2 separate regions of the Mus musculus genome follow, and region 1 is linked to region 2. A link is a contact called in public Hi-C data. All regions are on one chromosome and are shown on one strand. The core of a region is the stretch at or near the end of the contact, and the rest is flanking DNA. Distances in the headings are between cores, read along the strand shown.

Evidence for each region. A called contact is a pair of places that touch in the nucleus more often than the background predicts.
Region 1: a Hi-C map of bone marrow-derived macrophages shows a contact between it and region 2, with 53 read pairs. The contact joins the promoter of Iho1 here to the enhancer-like site in region 2. A contact is called at or near these places in 13 of 39 promoter capture datasets (the 3T3-L1 cell line, the C10 cell line, the HPC-7 cell line and 7 more), 13 of 484 Hi-C or Micro-C datasets (the AML12 cell line, bone marrow-derived macrophages, embryonic stem cells and 7 more), 4 of 115 datasets of contacts at active chromatin or transcription factors (all in embryonic stem cells) and 3 of 9 other capture datasets (adipose tissue, liver and pancreatic islet).

The regions. Positions count from the first base shown.
Region 1 is chr9:108,430,435-108,434,758 of GRCm38.p6, reverse strand. Iho1 (interactor of HORMAD1 1) reads left to right here and starts at 2,933. Exons shown (of 8, transcript NM_001135198.2): 1 at 2,933-2,987.
Region 2 is chr9:108,360,058-108,363,915 of GRCm38.p6, reverse strand. It overlaps Usp4 (ubiquitin specific peptidase 4 (proto-oncogene)), which reads right to left. Exons shown (of 22, transcript NM_011678.2): 4 at 3,695-3,821; 5 at 1,210-1,355; 6 at 1,018-1,079. Among named protein-coding and RNA genes, the nearest start is that of Usp4, 14 kb to the right of the region's middle. Within about 2 kb of position 2,080, at least 6 of the 459 cell types and tissues checked have an H3K27ac peak or open chromatin away from gene starts, as enhancers often do. A contact at or near this core is called in bone marrow-derived macrophages, where this site is marked.

The sequences.
Region 1 (4,324 bases), core at 1,684-4,183, 70 kb before region 2:
GGAACAATGCCACTCACAGTGTACAGGTCTTCCCACCTCAACCATCGAATCAAGATAATCCCCCACAAGCATGGCCAGAGTCTCACATCCTAGGTAATTCTAGGTTTCATGGAATTTACAGTTGAGATGAACTATCCTAAACCAATTACCAGAAAACTTAAGCCAGGTGGAACATTTGGGGGTTTTTTGTTTGTTTTTTTGTTTTAAGATTTATTTATTTTATTTATGTGAGTACACTGTAGCTGTCTTCAGACACACCAGAAAAGAGCATCAGATCTCATTACGGATGGTTGTGAGCCATCATGTGGTTGCTGAGAGTTGAACTCAGGACCTCTGGAAGAGCAGTCAGTGCTCTTAACCACTGAGCCATCTCTCCAGCCCTCCCAGGTGGAGCATTTGGAATTCCACACTTGGGAAGCGAATCAAAGGTTTAAAGCCAATCTTGACTCCAAAGTGAATTTGAAGCTAGCCTAGTTTACCCAGTAAATGCCAGGCTAGCCCTGGCTACACAGTAAGATGCTGCTTAAAACATACCACATATTACTGTTGGACGAAAAAAATGTAAGATGAAAATGTAAAACATGCATAAAAGTGATAATTAATAAATCTAGCATAGAAGTCACTTGAGGCAGAAAGAGGATATTAGAGGAGGAGGACTTGGATTCTTTGATTTAGTCTTTCTTTTTGAGATAGTTTCGTGTAGCCTAGGCTGGCACTGAAATGGCTTTGTAGTTGAGGAAGGCCTTAACTTTTTGATTCACTTGTTTTTGCCTCCCCGGTCCTGGGATTTTAGACAGGAACTACCATGTCTAAGATAACCTAATAAGATTTGTGATGATCTTATAATTTTACCATTGTCATCATTATTACCGTCACCATGATCATCAAAACCTGTGGCACTGAGAATCAAATACAGGCCTCGCTCTATACTCTAGGCAAACAGTCTACTCCAAAACTACAACCCCTTAGTTGTTATTTGTGACCCTTACACTAAGTTACTTAGGCTGGCCTGGAACTTATTCTGTGTCACAGGAGAGTCTTGAAGTCTGGAGTCACCAAGCCACATTTTTCTTTTTTCGGTTTTGTTTTTGCTTGTTTGTTTGTTTTGTTTTTTGTTTTTTTCAAGGGCAAGTTTTTTTTTGTGTAGCTCTGGCAGTCCTGGAACGCACTCTGTAAACCAAGCTTGTCTTGAACGCACAGAGATCCACCAGTCTCTGCCTCCTGAGTGCTGGGACTAAAGGTGTACACCACTACCACCCCGGTTTTGTTCTGTTTTAAATTTGTTTTTGTTTTTGTTTTTTTTGTTTTTAGTTTCTCACTCTATAGCCCAGATTAGTTTGGAAATCACATCGAAATACTATTGCTTCAGCATTCCAAGTACTGAGACTAAAGGTGTGAGTAACTGGGTCCAACTATCTTTTTTTTTTTTTTTTTGAGACAGGGTTTTTCCACTCTGTATTTAAGACTCCAGAAACTGGCTATGTAGCCCAGGCTGGTCTCCAATTCCTGATCCACCTACGTGTCGCTAGGGCTACAGGTCTCACCATACTTGGCTAATTTATTTTTTGCTGTACCAATGATGGAACCCAGGGCCTTCCATATGTTGCGTATGCTTCCTGCTGCTGAGCTCTAAGCCCCAAACTAGGTTGTGAGTTTTTGCTTGTACTCTGAGACAGAATCTCACTATGTAGTCTTGGATAAGCTAGAACCCCCTCATATATAGGCCAGGATAGCTTTGAACTTGGATCTATCTTCTTACCTACACAAGTGTTGGGATTTCAGGCATGTAATACCATGCCTGACTTTGTTTGACACAGGGACTCATGTATCCCAGTCTGGTCCCAAACTCACTTTGTAGCCAAAAAGACCTTAAACTTCTGATTTTTTTTTTTTTTTGCCTCCACCCACCCAGAGTGCTAAGATTCCAGATGTACACCATAATTGTCTCCATTGTTTTGTTACTATAGAGAGTGTACATTTTTTAGAATTCTATATAAATAGAGCCATACAATATGTACTCTTTTGTGTCTGACTTCTACTTAGCATAGATATTTGAGGTTTAGGGGCACTGGTGTGATAACTGTTCTGTCATTTTTATTACTTGGGTTTACCTTTGTTGTTGATGGTGGGGTTTTTTTTTTTGTTGTTGTTGTTGTTGTTTTTGTTTTTTGAGACTGGGTTTCTCTGTGTAACACTGGCTGTCTTAGAACTCTGTAGGCCAGGCTGGCCTCGAACTCAGAGATCACCAGCCTCTGCCTCCCGAGTGCTAAGATTAATGGCATGTGACCGCTTCCCAGCTTAAATTTTTATTTTATTTTGTTCTTTGTTTTGCTGTTTTGCCTTTGTGTATGTGTGAGTTTATGCTCATGCCCACTGCACACACGTAGAGGTCAGAGCACAACGTTCAAGGGTCTCAGAACTCAACTCTACCTTTGTGGATCCTGAGGAGCAAAGCCAGGTCTTTGGGCTTGGTGGCAAAGCTGAGCATCTTGCTGGCCCTTGAGTTCCCTGTTGTCTGAGTATAGCAACTCTCTTCACTCTGGCTCCAGATGCTCCGGCTACTCGGATATACCCAGACAACAGTGAACTCAAAGGCTAGCAAGATGCTTAGCCATATCCTGATCTTTGGCACCCTCGCCCACCTTACACATGGCCCTCACAGGCAGCATTGGGCATTCCTCCGGGCCTCCATTTTTTAGGTGAGAAGTGAGATGGGGTAGTGGACCCTGAGAGGGCCTGTGCTGAGCAACCAGACATGAGGGTTCAGGCTCGTGGGGTCTGCGAGCTGCCTGTGGCTTAAGGCGGAGGGAAGCAGGCCCACTGTCAAATCGTTAAAAAGCCTCAGGCATCGTGCAGAAGGGGGCGGGGTCAAGAATCGGCATTCTTATTGGTGAGCGCAGCCCGGGGGTGGGGCCTCACCTCGGCGGGCTTTCTTCGGCGCCCAGGAAGCCGCAGGAAGGCAGGCGTGTGCTGTCGCGTGTGGCGAGGTGAGAACTCGAGGTGCGTGGGTCACGAGGGGCGTGAGGAGTGGGAAGAGATGAGGTGGTTGGGGAACCTAGGGCCCCGCAGGCCCAGTCGCCCGATGCCTTTGAGGGTCACTCGGCCACTGGAAGCCTGGCCTGAGGCTCTCGGCTTCTCGTCAGACTCTCACAGGGCTGGAGCTTCAAGTGGGCGATGAGGCAAGCCTGGGAAATGAGTGAATGGGGAATCAGAGAGGCAGCTGGAAATTTGTTCTTATTGTTACGAACAAACAAAAGAAAAAAAGAAAAAGTAAGCCGTTTGGGAAACACATAGAAATGATAATCCAGGAGCTTCGAGGTTCTCTCTCTCTCTCTCTCTCTCTCTCTCTCTCTCTCTCTCGGTTTTTCGAGACAGGGTTTCTCTGTGTAGCCCTGGCTGTCCTGGAAGTCACTCTATAGACCAGGCTGGCCTCGAACTCAGAAATCTGCCTGCCTCTGCCTCCCAAGTGCTGGGATTAAAGAGGTTTTCTTAAAACATTATTTTAGCCAGGCGGCGGCGGCGGTGGTGGCGCACGCCTTTAATCCAAGCACTCAGGAGACAGAGACAGGCAGATCTCTGAGTTTGAGGCCAGCCTGGTCTACTAAGGGAATTCTAAGATAGCCAGGGCTACTGAGTAGGATCTTGTCTCAAAGACAAAAACAAACAAACAAACAACACATCAAAATAGAAACAATTATTATTTTTTAAAAACTATTCTTATTTGCAGGGTGGGAGTTTCGTGAAGGTCAGAAGACAGTTTTCAAGAATTGGTTCTGATCAGCCTTGTGGATCTCGGGGTCGAACTTGAATAGTCAGGGTTGCTAGCAAGCATTTTTACCAGTGTTTAGTCCTTGGAGAAAGCTTCTTGACCAGACTATATGAGAGTGAACAATTCCTTTTGGCAAAGAATCACCTGGCGATTAGGTGGAAGGGGACCAGAAGTCTTTGGAAGAAACTAGCCTTTTCAGCATTAAAGGAGGGGTGTTGGGGGGATGTAGAAGATATAGGACGGAGTGTGGGGAGGGAGGTGTTGAAGGCTTTCACTCCAGGACCCCATTTCTCAAAGCTGGAATAGGACAGCCTGGGCTATATAGGGAGTTCTATCTATCTCTTGTTAAGTAGTGGAACCTTGTTCCAAAAAAACCCAGGCTGGACAGCGTGAAGGATATGTGTAATCCTAGCACTATCTGTCGCTGAGGAGAGCCAGGTTGGGGTTCATAGTGAAATCCTGTATAAAAAACAAAACACCCAAGCACTAGGTAGGCAGAGGCAGACAGATCTCTGGATTTGAGGTCATCTTCCTTTCCATAATGAGTCCTAAGTA
Region 2 (3,858 bases), core at 831-3,330:
AATACAGTGTTTTCTACTAAACTTTTGTTTTGTTTTGTTTTGTTTTGCATATGCATAGATGTGGGAAACGTGCATGTGTGTACACATACATGTGGAAGCTGAGGTTCATGTTAGTTGTCTTCCTTCACTGCTCTTCACCTTCTGAGGCAGATCTCTCTGAATACAGGGTGAGACCATTTCTGCTAAATGGCTGGACAGCTTGCTCTAGAGATCCCTGCCTCCAGCTCCTGTGCACTAGGATTATAGGCAGGCTATCACACTCACCCAACACAGTGAGTTCTGGGAATGTGAACTCTGGTCTTCATGCTTGCATAGCAAGCAACTGACCTGCTGAGGCATCATCCCAGCCACAGGTTTGCTTTTGTTTGTTTGTTTTGTAGATATGGTCTCCTATATATCAGGCTAGCCTAGAATTCACTAAGTACCAGAGGGTGGCCTTGAACTCCCCTCCTTCTACCTGCCACACAGGTATGCGCCACTACAGCTGGCTCTGTTTGTCATCAGGTCAGGAAACACTCATGTTATTTCCCTGCACTACATCCTAGAGAAAAGCCATCACTTTCTACTGCAAGGTGCACAATTCCACAAGCCACATGAATATCTCCTGGCATAACTGTGCTTGGAATCCAAATTTAGTAGCTGAGCTGTAATCTGTAAGAGGCCACAGAAAAGTCGAGTAGGAGCAAGCTATCACCCTTACGTCGTCCAAGACCTCACCCTAATCCTCCTTCCTTTCTCAAAGCCTCTAAACTACAAGTAGAAAAATAAAGGAGCTTAACACACACACACACACACACACACACACACACACACACAGAGCCACAATATCAGATCCCTCCCCATCTCTTGTCCTGACGGAATCCCGACAGCTATTTCGTGCATGAATGTCAAGCAGGCTGCTTAAAAACTGGGGCTTTGGAATGAGAAACCGGCTTTCCACCTACTTCAGAACAAGCCTTCCCTCTTCCCTTCCTCTGCACCTATGAGCCAGGTACATGGGGGAGAAGACTCACTTACTTTGACTGCAGGCTCTGCCGGGGCCATGTGCCATCTTCATTTTGGGGCTCAATTACTAGCACCTGAGTGAAAGGGGAAACCAGATGAGCACAATGCAACAAACCCTACTGCTGACATGCTTACTGCCAGAAGCCTTCATGACACACACCCCAGTCAGAGTTGCCTGTCTGGGCATGGGTTGGGCCCGCTTACCTGACCCTGGTACAGCCCAGCATCCTGGATAGTGTTGTCTAGCTTGCTCAACTGCTCATAGGTGTTGCTCATGTATTTGTTCCAAAGCCGTGTTTCACGTTCTGCAGGGATGTTGAAGAGCTTCCTCATCTCCTTCTCAATAGTTGCTAAGAACAGGCAAAAACATCACTCAGGATTGTCTCCAGAAATAAAGTTAAAGAAACCCTAGAATTCACTAATACCAGAGGGTGGCCTTGAACTCCCCCTCCTTCTACTGCCACACAGGCATGCGCCACTACAGCTGGCTCTGTTTGTCATCAGGTCAGGAAAAACTCATGTTAAGGCAAGCTGGGTAGTGGTGGTGCTCACCTTTAATCCCAGCACTTGGGAGGCAGAGGCAGGCAGATTTCTGAGTTCTAGGCCAACCTGGTCTACAGAGTGAGTTCCAGGACAGCCAGGGCTACACAGAGAAACCCTGACTCAAAAAAACAAACAAAAAAAAAAAGAGGAAGGGAAGAAGAAAGATGAAAAGATAAAGAAAGAAAAGTAACATAAAAGTTAGAAAACTGGAAGCTAGGTCGTGGTGGCACACAACTTTCTGTCTCAGAAAACAAACAAGAAGAGAAGCTTGTTCTATGATCATTACTGTTAGACAAACACACACACACACACACAACCTTCTGAGTTTATTTCACCAATTTTAGATGGAGTGGGCGAGGCCACAGGAGAGATCTGAGAGAGCAGGGGAGGGGTGGAGTAAGGAGAGAGAAGGGGAGTGATGTAATAAAGTTTTAAGGAAGAAAAAGTGACCTCGGAGCCAGGATACATACAGCCCAGCCCATGGTTTAGCAATGGATTTGATGATGCACAGGATCATGAGTTTGAGGTCATCTGAGCTACACAGCAAGGCTTCATCTCAAAGAAAGTGGGTGCTAGGCAGAGTGGACAGAGGATGTGGTTTAGTGTAGAGCCCTTGCTCAGCATGAGTGAAAGGTCCTGAGATTGACCCCCAGCTCCCCAAAACAACAACCAACCCAAACAGAATCAGCCATTCTCCCCTGAGATTGTTAGGGTTTCTTTTTTTTAATTAATTTTTATATGTATAAATGCGTTTTTGACTGTATGTATGTTTGTACACTAAATGTGTTTGATACCCTCAAGAGGCCAGAGGCTGTGGGTCCATGGGACTGGAGTTAAAGAGAGTGTGGTGGTTTGAATGACAATGGCCCCCATAGGTTCATGTCTTTGAATGTGTGGCTCCCAGGTAGAGGAACCGTTTGGAAGGATTAGGAAGTGTGGCCTGTTGGAGAAGGGGATCCCTGGGAGGCTTCGAAAGCCCTCACTAGGCCTTGTGCTGCTCATGCTCTCTCCTCCTCTCCGAGGTCAGTATGGAAAGCCTGCAGATCAGTATGAAAATACTGTTGCAGCACCACGCCAGTGTGTTTCCTGCCATGACGCTCGCTCAGGGACTAATCCTCTAAAACTGTAAGCAAGCCCCCAATGAAATGTTTTCTTTTATAAGTGTTGCCTTGGTCTTGGTGTCTCTTCACAGGAATTAAACAGTAACTAAGGCAATTGTAAACTGCCACGTAGATACTACAAATTCAGTCTAACTCCTCTGGAAGAATAACCAGTGCTCTTAATCACTGAACCATCTCTCCAGCCACTGTTATGTCTTCTGTGTATGGTATGTGATTTGTTAGTGCTGGTATATGCATAAGCATGTGTGTGGGTGGGTGTCATTGTGGGGACCAGAGGCCATATTTAGGTATCTTTCCATCCCTTCCCATCTTTTATTTTCTGAGACAGGATCTCTCTGTGAATCTAAAAGTTCATTGATTTACCTGGGAGTGGTGACCAATGAGCTTCAGGAATCTACCTGCTTGTCTCACGTTCCCCAGTACTAAGGTTTAAGATACATACCACACCTGGATTTCCTATATGGTAGGGATCTGAACTCAATTCCTCATGCCCGAACAGCGGGCCCTTACCTGTTAAACCATCTTCCTAGCCTTTCCTTTTTTTCCTCTTTGAAATAGGCTCTCACACTGGCCTTAAACTCTTGGCAGATCCTCATGCCTCTGCACTCCAAGTGCTGGGATTACAGGTGTTAGACACCATGCCCAATTCAAGTAGTAAAGGCTTTTATTGGTTTTGTTTGGTTTTTGTTCTGAGACCATGAGTGCGATCCCTAGGATCATATAAACCAGGCACTTAGGAGGTGGAGACAGGGAGATCAGGAATACAAGGTTATGCATGACTTTATACAGAGTTCAGGCCTGCTTGAGCTACTTTGCTGGCCATTTTGCTTGCCCAAGTACTGTTCTATAGAACACAGTTCCCAGGTCTGGTTCCTCATAAACATTCCCTCACGAAGACTTCCAAGTCAGGACTGAAGACCACAGATGAGTAACAATAGTGAAAGAAAACAACACAGGTTCCCTCTCATCAACTACAATACCCTGTATACTTTCACCAGACATGCAGAACCCTGCCAGCTGCTTACCAATGGTGTCTGCTTTGCTAAAATGGCAACTTAGCACATTGGTGGGGTCACTGTTCTCACAGAGCTTCAGCTCCAGCAAATACACTTCCACTTTGCAGTGCTTGACAAACAGGCCATGCTCCACAACCTGTAAGCAAGAGAGGCAAAGGTGAAGGAGCGGTGGT